2 separate regions of the Mus musculus genome follow, and region 2 is linked to region 1. Evidence: chromatin contacts called from public ChIA-PET data. All regions are on one chromosome and are shown on one strand. The core of a region is the stretch at or near the end of the contact, and the rest is flanking DNA. Distances in the headings are between cores, read along the strand shown. Region 1 overlaps Rere (arginine glutamic acid dipeptide (RE) repeats). Region 2 overlaps Tnfrsf9 (tumor necrosis factor receptor superfamily, member 9).

Region 1 (4,339 bases), core at 1,735-4,234:
TTTACCATTAAGTAAATCTTAACATCTTCACCCAGGGCCTCAAAATATACGAAAGCTGGTTTCACAGTCTTTTAACACTTTTTATTTTGCAGTGTGAGATTCATTCAAGCAGTTTTTCTTCTTTAATTTTTCTAACTTGGCAAAAGTTTTCATTTGGGCAGCTGTTGTATTTCCCTGAGAAACAGCAGGGGGAATGTTTCTATCCAATATATCTTTCTCCAGTGGGAACCAGCCAGGACTGGAGCTGCCTGGGTTTTATTAAGTGTAGCATTTGGTAACAACATTAATCTGGAGTTTGTTCATAGGCCCTTGTTAAGTATGAGAGTTTCTCTGTGAATAGACTGGTGTATTGTTTCCATGTCAGGGTTTCCAGTGACATCCTGATACACACTTCCCATCACCCTGCCATTGCAGGTGCCATGGCTCCCCCTCCCCAAGTCCCCTTCACAAACTTACTGGCCTGCCCATAATACCCTATTTGTTTCAGTTTTTTTTTTTTTTCTCCTTCTCTTTCCCTCACCCATTTTTTTTTTTTTCTTATTATGATCCTTCTTCCTCCACCTCCCAAGTGCTGTGCCATCGTGCCTGGTTTATGCAGTGCTGGAAGCTTTGTGTGTGCTAAGTAAAGGCCAGCCCCAGTGTAGTCTTTTCTGCTGCCGGCGCCCTGCTCCTGTGCTGAGGCCTGCTAGCTAGCTTTATACGTAAGCCCGAGCTTTCTGACCTTTCCCTGTGCCTGCGTCTTATCTGCGAGGCATCTGAAACCCAGCACCTAATACATTCCCCTTTCTTCTCCTCGAATGGGCACTGAACTGAACTGTTGTTTTCAGGGCAAACATTTCACCAGCTGAGCTATTTCTGCAACCCAATGCTTTGTCCTTATGTTTTTCTTTCCCTTTCTTAGTGTTCTCATTACAGTTGTGCTATGGAAACAGCGCTTCAGAATTCTTTCCTGCGTTCAGACCAGGGACTTGGCTTATAGGCATTTGGCTTCTCTTTCCCTTGGCTTCTCATTTTCTCTTGAGTTGGGCATCAGCAAAAGCCCTTCCTTGCTCCAGAAGCAGACTGGGTCTCCAGAGGAGCGCTGCTCCTAATGACCTTCAGGTTCTTGGGGCGTTTGCTCTTATTCTCCTGATTCGGCCTGAGACAGCTGTATAATTACTGTTGCAGGCAGTTCAGTTTATTTTAGAGAACAAAGAACATGGCACATTAGAGTGTTTGTAATGCTGTTGCCCCTCCCCCACAGCTAGCGGAACAAGGAAGTAATGGTGTTAGGTCTATGGATTCCATATTAGTCAGGCATAATTTTGAGTAAAACAACACAGGTATTTAAGTTCTCATTTGTGGGCAAATTTGTTTCCCAGAGATTATGTGGTGATATCTGGAGAGGTTTTTCTTTTTGTAATGCTGATCAGAACTTGGGGTTGTGCTAGCAGAACCTAAATGGGTATAGACCGCGACTGCTCCTACACATCCAGTATGCACAGCGCACCCCCTCCCACGTACACACAAAGACATATCTAGCTCCAGTTGTTGAAGGCACCACTGTAGAAAAACTTTCCTTTACACTGAACTGTGAATTTTTCTTCTTGGGCTGAATAGAATAAACAGCTATAGGCAATGTACAAAGCAACACAGGTCTGTGTGTAACGACCAAAGGCTTCCCATTTGAAGGTGTGACGTGGGGCTGGGGAGATACGGTGCTTGCTGCACGAGCCTCAGTGTTCTTGTAAGAAGCCAGGTGTGGCAGTGCGAGATCCAGTCCTAATCCTCGATCTGGGATGCAGACGGATCTTAAAGTTTACTGCCTTGCTGGTCTTGCTGAGTCAGTGAGCTCCAGGTTCAGTGAGAGAGCTTGTCCCAAAAATACGGTAGAGATCAACTAAAGAAGACACATGATGCCAGTTTCTGGTCTCCATGTGTACTGACATGGAACATGTGTATACACACAGACACACAAATGTACACACACATGTGCATGTACACACATATACAAAACCTTCGAGGTTTTAAATTTTTTATTGGAAATATGCTAGGACATTTCATCCTCGAACGTTTCTGCTTCAGTTTACGATGATAAAATCGTTCCACTGTCTTCAGTTTTATTCATGTGTATGAGGGTTTTGTCTGCATGTATGTCTGTCCGCCGTGTGTATGGCTTGTGCCTAGGGAAGCCAGAGGAGAGCAGCTGATCCCCTTAAGCTGGAGTTACAGAAAGTTAGGAGCTGCCTGTCACGTGGGTATTGGAAATTGAGCCTGGGTTCTCTGAGAGAGTGTTCTTAACTATGGAGCTATTCTCTGGACCCTAAAATACATAGTTTTAAAATTTTAGTAGAGCTGTTAATTGTATGCTAAGGTTTGCTCTTTTATCCTTAGGGAGGAAATTAAGGTTTTCTATTTGCTACTCTATCAGACTTAGTTCTCGAAATTCTCTTAAAGCCTGTTTAGAACGTGCCATTCAGTGTCTTGCCTCCCTGTGTATGAAAGCAAAAGCTTTTGCTAAGGCTTCCTGCTACAAAGGCTCCTCTTTGCATTTGACCCCTTTGTTCTGGGCATTGACATTGGGGCCTTCAGTAAGCCCTGGATTCTGAGAATTGAGTGTACAAAACCCCCAGATTGATGGTGTTCCTGGTTACTGATCACACAGGTAGAGAATTGCTGCCTCACTGGGATGGTTAGGTTTGGCCAGATGGACCAACCTTACACCACATCAGTTTCAGATGGGAAAGTTTTCCTTCTCACCTGCTGAGTCCACATCTCAGTGTCACTTTGCAGCTTCATCAGTGACTCCTGGCATGTGTTGAGGCCTTCTCCACAGCAGGATGCTGCTTATGAGAATGCCTGATTCCTCACACTGTGAATACGAGTGTCAGAGTAACATTTCCTTCTCTGGAGTCTAAGTCATTACATTTTCTTTCTCAGGCATGTTGGTATAAAAGAGAACAGGAAAAGAAAATTGATTTCCCTTTGAAAGCAAGTCACGCAGCTATAGCAGCTCACCTGTGGCTTCCTGTTGCATGTGGGGCTGCAGCTGTTTTTCTGGCACTAAGGCCTTCTAATTCAGACTATTCATTTTTATTTTTTGAGACAGGGTCTCTAGTCCCTGCTGTTCTGGAGTTTGCTGTGTAGACTGGCTGGCCTCAAACTCAAGAGATCTGCCTGCCTACTGCCTCCCAAGTGCAGGGATTAAAGACACGTGCCACCATACCTAGCTCCCTTTGTTTTTAAATGAGAATGCTAAAACAGTTTCTAACATTTATTTTTATTACACTTAATTATGTTTATTATTTTTTTATTTTTATTTTCATTGGTGTTTTGCCTTCATGTCTGTGTGAGAGTGTCAGATCTTGGAGTTACAGACAGTGTGAGCCGCCATGTGGGTCTTGGGATTTGAACCTGGGGTCCTCTTAAAGAACAGTCAGTGTGCTTAAACACAGAGCCATCTCTCCAGTCTCCTATATTTATTTATGTATAGGTGTGTGTGTGTGTGTGTGTGTGTGTGTGTGTGTTGGTGTTGGCACGTGCATGCATGTGTGTGCGCTCATATGAATGCACAGAGGCGTCAGATAGCCTGGAGCAGGAATTATAAGCATCCTGAAGTGGGTGCTGTGACCAAACTTAGGTTCTCTAGAAGAACAGTATACACTTTTAATTGCTGAACCATCTCTCCTGTTGTTGCTCTCACACTCCATCCCTCCCACCATCGTGGCTAGCCTGAAACTCACTATATAGACAAACTTTAAAGAGATCTGCCTACCTCTGCCTCTCAAGTGCCAGGATTTAGAGCCATCATCAGGCTTGGCCTGGTATTCAACAACTTATGATGGAAAATAATCCTCACTGCCAGATAACATTGCTGGTTTTCAAAGGTTTTCTTTTTGTTTTTGTTTTTTAATTTTAATAGTCTGCAACAGCACCAGGTTTTCATTGCTCACTACATGAGATAACCTGGAATTTTGAGGCACATAATTTAAAGCAGGATAGCTTTGTGGTTAAGAGATGGACTCTGGCCAGGCATGATGGTGTACACCTTTAATCCCAGCACTTTGGATGCAGAGACGAGTGGATCTCTGTTCAAGGCTAGCCTGGTCTACATATGGTGACCCTTTCTGGAAAACAGACAAACAGAGGTAGGTGAGAGAAGGGATGGGAGTCAGGGGAGATGGGCGCTGCTGGTGGTGATTTAACCGTCTGGAAGAGCAGTTATAACCATGTACAAGGTCCTGGGTTTAATCTCAGCATCACAAGTGGGTTGTAGATGTAAGAAACATCATGTGTGTGATTTTAGTCATCTTGCTTAGCCCCTTTTTGTGCCTGCTTTGGCTGTTGTGGCATTTCTATA
Region 2 (4,196 bases), core at 1,061-3,560, 540 kb after region 1:
AGAGCTGACTCCCGCGGGTTGTCATCTGGCACGCAAGCACACGCCCGCACATGCGCCCGCACATGCGCACAGGCACACAAGCGCACTGTAAAAGCCTGAGGCTAGAACCAGAGAGGTGGTCCAGCAGGGTAAGGGTGCTTGCTGTTCACTAGTCAGAGAATCATCTCCCAAGCTTTATTTGTGTTTTTGTTTGTTTGTTTGTTTGTTTGTTTGTTTGTTTTTTAACCTGTGGCGGGGGGATGTGGGAACAAGGAACTGAGGTCGTGTCCAAGGCAGTAGGTCAAACTTTTCCGAAATGATGGGGGGGGGACGGGGACTGTACTGGATGCCTCTTCAGAGAGCTTCGAGTTCTCCACTTGCTCCGCTTCCGTGTGAACGGGGCAGCGCTATTTTTATCTGTCTGGTGGGTGGGGAAGAGGAGCTCGTTGTGTTTTGAATTTACATTTCCTTGATGATGGTTGAAGTTAGCTGCCTTTTGCCTTTTTACATTTGATTGGCTGTTTGGATTTCTTACGCTGAGAAGTCTTCCTGCCGGGCCACCTGCCCTTTCCTTATCAATGAAGGGGACACCGTGCATGTCCCCAGCTGTAGATGTCTGTTCCTTTTCTTTGGTCGTTCTCTCTCCTGCCCAGGCTTCTTTCCGGCGCAGCCCTCTAAACTACCAAAAAAATCCTCATCACACCCCACTCCCAGAGAGCCAACAAGGTTTCTATGAACATGTCTTCAAAGGTATTAATTAGTAATGACTGACCTGCAATTTTATAAAAAGCTTTAAAACCCTTTTAGTTTTTATATAATTACACATTCACAGAAAGTCACAAAGAGCAGGATAGCGTCACATGGCATCCGTGAGACCCTAAGGTCACCACGAGGCCAGGACAATGATGGTGTGAACACACATAGCTGTCAGTCACTTCATTAGCTGTGTAGATTCATGTAACATAACTGAACCAGGCAGCTTGTAAAGTGGGGCGTGGGGTGCAGATCTGGAGCCCCGGCATGAGAGAGACTGAAGCAGGAGGCTCATGGCCCTAGATCACAAGACTCAACAACAATCAAGCAAACAAAATGCCCCCAGACTATCCACAAGCAAGGTCTTGGCCCCCGCTGGCTCTCCTCAGCCCCTACTCCTGTCCCCCTTTCTCTGGCAGCCCCCTCATCTATTTTCCATTTTAACTCCTAGTTGTTTAAAAAGTATATTTATTATTTAATGTGTTACAATTAATTTGTTACAAAAACAATTGCATGAGTTTTATTGTATAAAATGCACGCAGGGACATGTGGAGGCCAGACCCTCTGGAACTGGACTTACAGGCAGTGATATGTCACTGTGTGGCTCCTCTGTGTGGGTGCTGGGAACTGATCTAGGGTCCTTTGCAGGAGCAGCGAGTGCTCAACTACTGAGCCAGCTCTCCAGCCCTGTGATATTTTACTCTTACATGTAAAACAATCAACCCAAACCAAACAAAAACAACAACAACCCACCCCTAAATCTATGGATGCTTATGGGTAGGTTTCATGTGAGGGTAAGTTTTTGTGTCTCTTAAGATAAATGCACCCAGAGAGTCAGATGTTTCTGAGTTTGCTTTTGTTTACTTTGTGTGTGTGCTGAGATCAGAAGACCACCTGCAAAGGGAGATTCTCTCCTCCACTTGGCTGAGTCTCTCTTGTATCCACCAAGCAATGTAGACTAGCTAGCACTGAGTCTCCATCCCCGGCCCCACCCCCATTCCCCACCCCTGTCTTTGCCTCTCATCCATCTTGCCATAGGAATGCTGGTCTCACCACTGGATTTGGCTTCAAAATATTTTCTTAATGGAGCTGGAGAGATGGCTCCTCTGGCTGAGAGCACTGACCGTTCTTCCAGAGGTCCTGAGTTCAATTCCCAGCCACCACATGGTGTCTGACAGCCACCTGTAATGGGATCTTATGCCCTCTTCTGGTGTGTAGGTGTACATGTAAATAGAGCACTGACTTTTTTTTTTTCCTAAAGGAAAAATAGTTTTATGTCTCTCCCTCCCCGAGAGAGAGAGAGAGAGAGAGAGAGAGAGAGAGAGAGTGTGGTGGATGTATGAGAGGAGGAGGTGTAATGAGGCATGAGTGCGTGCGTGTGGGGGCTATGGATGTGTGTGCATGGTGGAATGCATGTGGGGGCACGGGTGTGTGTGGGCAGTCACATGCAAGTGCATGTGTGTAGGTCAGAGGAGTCCCCGTGGGAGTAGGTGCTCTCCTTCTACCACATGGTTCACAGGGATTAAACGCAAGCCTTCAAGCTTCAGCAGCAGGTGCTTTTCGCCCAGCTACCTCGCCAGCCCACATCTAAGAACCCCTCCCTACGTCCTGGGTCGGAAGGGTTGAGACTTTCCCCAGTGGTAGTGTCTACGTTTTACACTTTTGTGTTTGACATTTAAAGCTATAAGTTAGCTAGCTATAAAGTGTCAGAACTTAAGGTCGAGACTTTTTCTTTTTGGGGCTAGGGAGCTGTGCTTGCCATATTCCAGTGTTACTCAAAGAAACAGTCTCCCTTCTCTGTCTACCCACATTTTTATTGGCTCTGTGCTCATGAGGGGGTGGAGTCCCTGATTATTGGCAGTTCTTGTGAGGGGGCGGAGTCTTCTGTTACAGCTGTGTGTCTATTCCTGCACCATCGAGTCTTGATTACTGTGATGATAATATCAGTCTCAAAACTGGGTAGAGAGTAGAGGACCCTCCCCGCCCCATCTTACCTGTTCAGGTTTGTTTTAGCTGTTTATTCTGTTTCTTTTATAGTTCCGTGTAAACTTTATGAGATTCTTATCTGTGTCTACAGAAAGGCAGCTGGTACTCTGATGGAGGTGTCGTGAAATCTGCGGATCTTCCCGCTAGCTGTCCCTCTCCATGAACCTAGTATGGCTCTCCATTTACACTTCCTCTTTCCTTACCGATATTTTATAATTTACAATATATAAGTCCAATATGCCTTTTTTTATTTTTATTTTTTAAGATTTGGGCCTGAGTATTTACTGCCCCCCTTCTTAGCGCGCGCGCGCGAGCACGCGCGTGCATGTGTGTGTGTGTGTGTGTGTGTGTGTATTTTTGCACACATCTGGGCATACCTGTGTGGGAGAATGTGCACGTGGACGCCCTATTTTGGTGTCAGGAATCATCTTTGATTTTTTTCTTTCATCTTTTTCATGGAAGTGGGATCTGTCAATCAAACTCAGAGCTCACCTATATGGCTGGGCTTGCTAGCCATCTTGCTCTGAGGATCTGGTCTCCTCTCTCTACCCCCCAAGTCTGGGATTACAGCCAGGCTGCCATGCTCACGTGGTCATTTTGTGGGATTCTAGGGATCCGAACTCACATCCTCATAAGTAGGTGGCCAGCACTTTAGTCACTGAACTATCGCCTCTGTCTTCTTAAAAATCCTTTTCTAAAGCTTTTCTATGTGTATATATATATATATATATATATATATACATATATATATATATATATGCCTGTGTAAGTGAATGCTGTGTGTATTGGAGGCAGACACCCTGGAGTAGGAGATTGTGAGCTCTCTGACCTGGGTGCTGGGAACTGAACTCAGGTCCTCTGCAAGAACAGCAAGCCCTCTTGGCCACTGAACATCTCTCCAGCCCCATTCCTTTGTTTGTTTTGTTTGCTTTTGTTCTTAGAGAACTGTTTATTTTCTGTATGTGAGTACACTGTTGCTGTCTTCAAAACACCAGAAGAGGGCATCAAATCTATTACAGATGGTTGTGAGCTGTGGGTGAGATGTGGGTGCTGGGAATTGAACTCAGGACCTCTGGAAGAGCAGTCAGTGCTCTTAGCCATTGAGCCATTTCTCCAGGCTCTTGGAATTTTTGTTTGTTTGTTTGTTTTTGAGACAGAGTTTCTCTGTGTAACCCAGACTGTCCTGGGACTATGTAGACAGGCTGGCCTTAAAATCAGAGATCTACTGGGATTAAAGGTGTGAGCCAGCAGTGTCCAGCACTCCAGTCCCACCCCCTCTTTTCTTTAGACAACTGGACATGACATAGGGCCTTAGATCATGTGTTCATTATGTGTAGAAGCGGTGTGCTTGTGAAACTGGCTTCTATCCCGTCTCTCTCATGAACACACCCCCATGGTCAAGGGGGGTGTTTTGCAGAGTCCTTGGGGTTTTCTGTGTAGACCACAATGTCATCTGTAAATAGGGTAACATTTCCCCT

The links. ChIA-PET counts read pairs in DNA pulled down with a chosen protein or histone mark.
Region 2: a contact with region 1 is called in an RNA polymerase II ChIA-PET map of memory CD8 T cells, with 5 read pairs. The contact joins two enhancer-like sites. A contact is called at or near these places in 1 of 484 Hi-C or Micro-C datasets (CD8 T cells) and 1 of 115 datasets of contacts at active chromatin or transcription factors (memory CD8 T cells).

The regions. Positions count from the first base shown.
Region 1 is chr4:150,396,242-150,400,580 of GRCm38.p6, forward strand. All of the region lies in intron 1 of Rere (arginine glutamic acid dipeptide (RE) repeats), which reads left to right. Among named protein-coding and RNA genes, the nearest start is that of Gm52709, 69 kb to the right of the region's middle. Within about 2 kb of position 2,985, at least 20 of the 459 cell types and tissues checked have an H3K27ac peak or open chromatin away from gene starts, as enhancers often do. A contact at or near this core is called in memory CD8 T cells, where this site is marked.
Region 2 is chr4:150,937,836-150,942,031 of GRCm38.p6, forward strand. The region is part of intron 7 of Tnfrsf9 (tumor necrosis factor receptor superfamily, member 9); the gene reads left to right. Among named protein-coding and RNA genes, the nearest start is that of Tnfrsf9, 20 kb to the left of the region's middle. Within about 2 kb of position 2,311, at least 37 of the 459 cell types and tissues checked have an H3K27ac peak or open chromatin away from gene starts, as enhancers often do. A contact at or near this core is called in memory CD8 T cells, where this site is marked.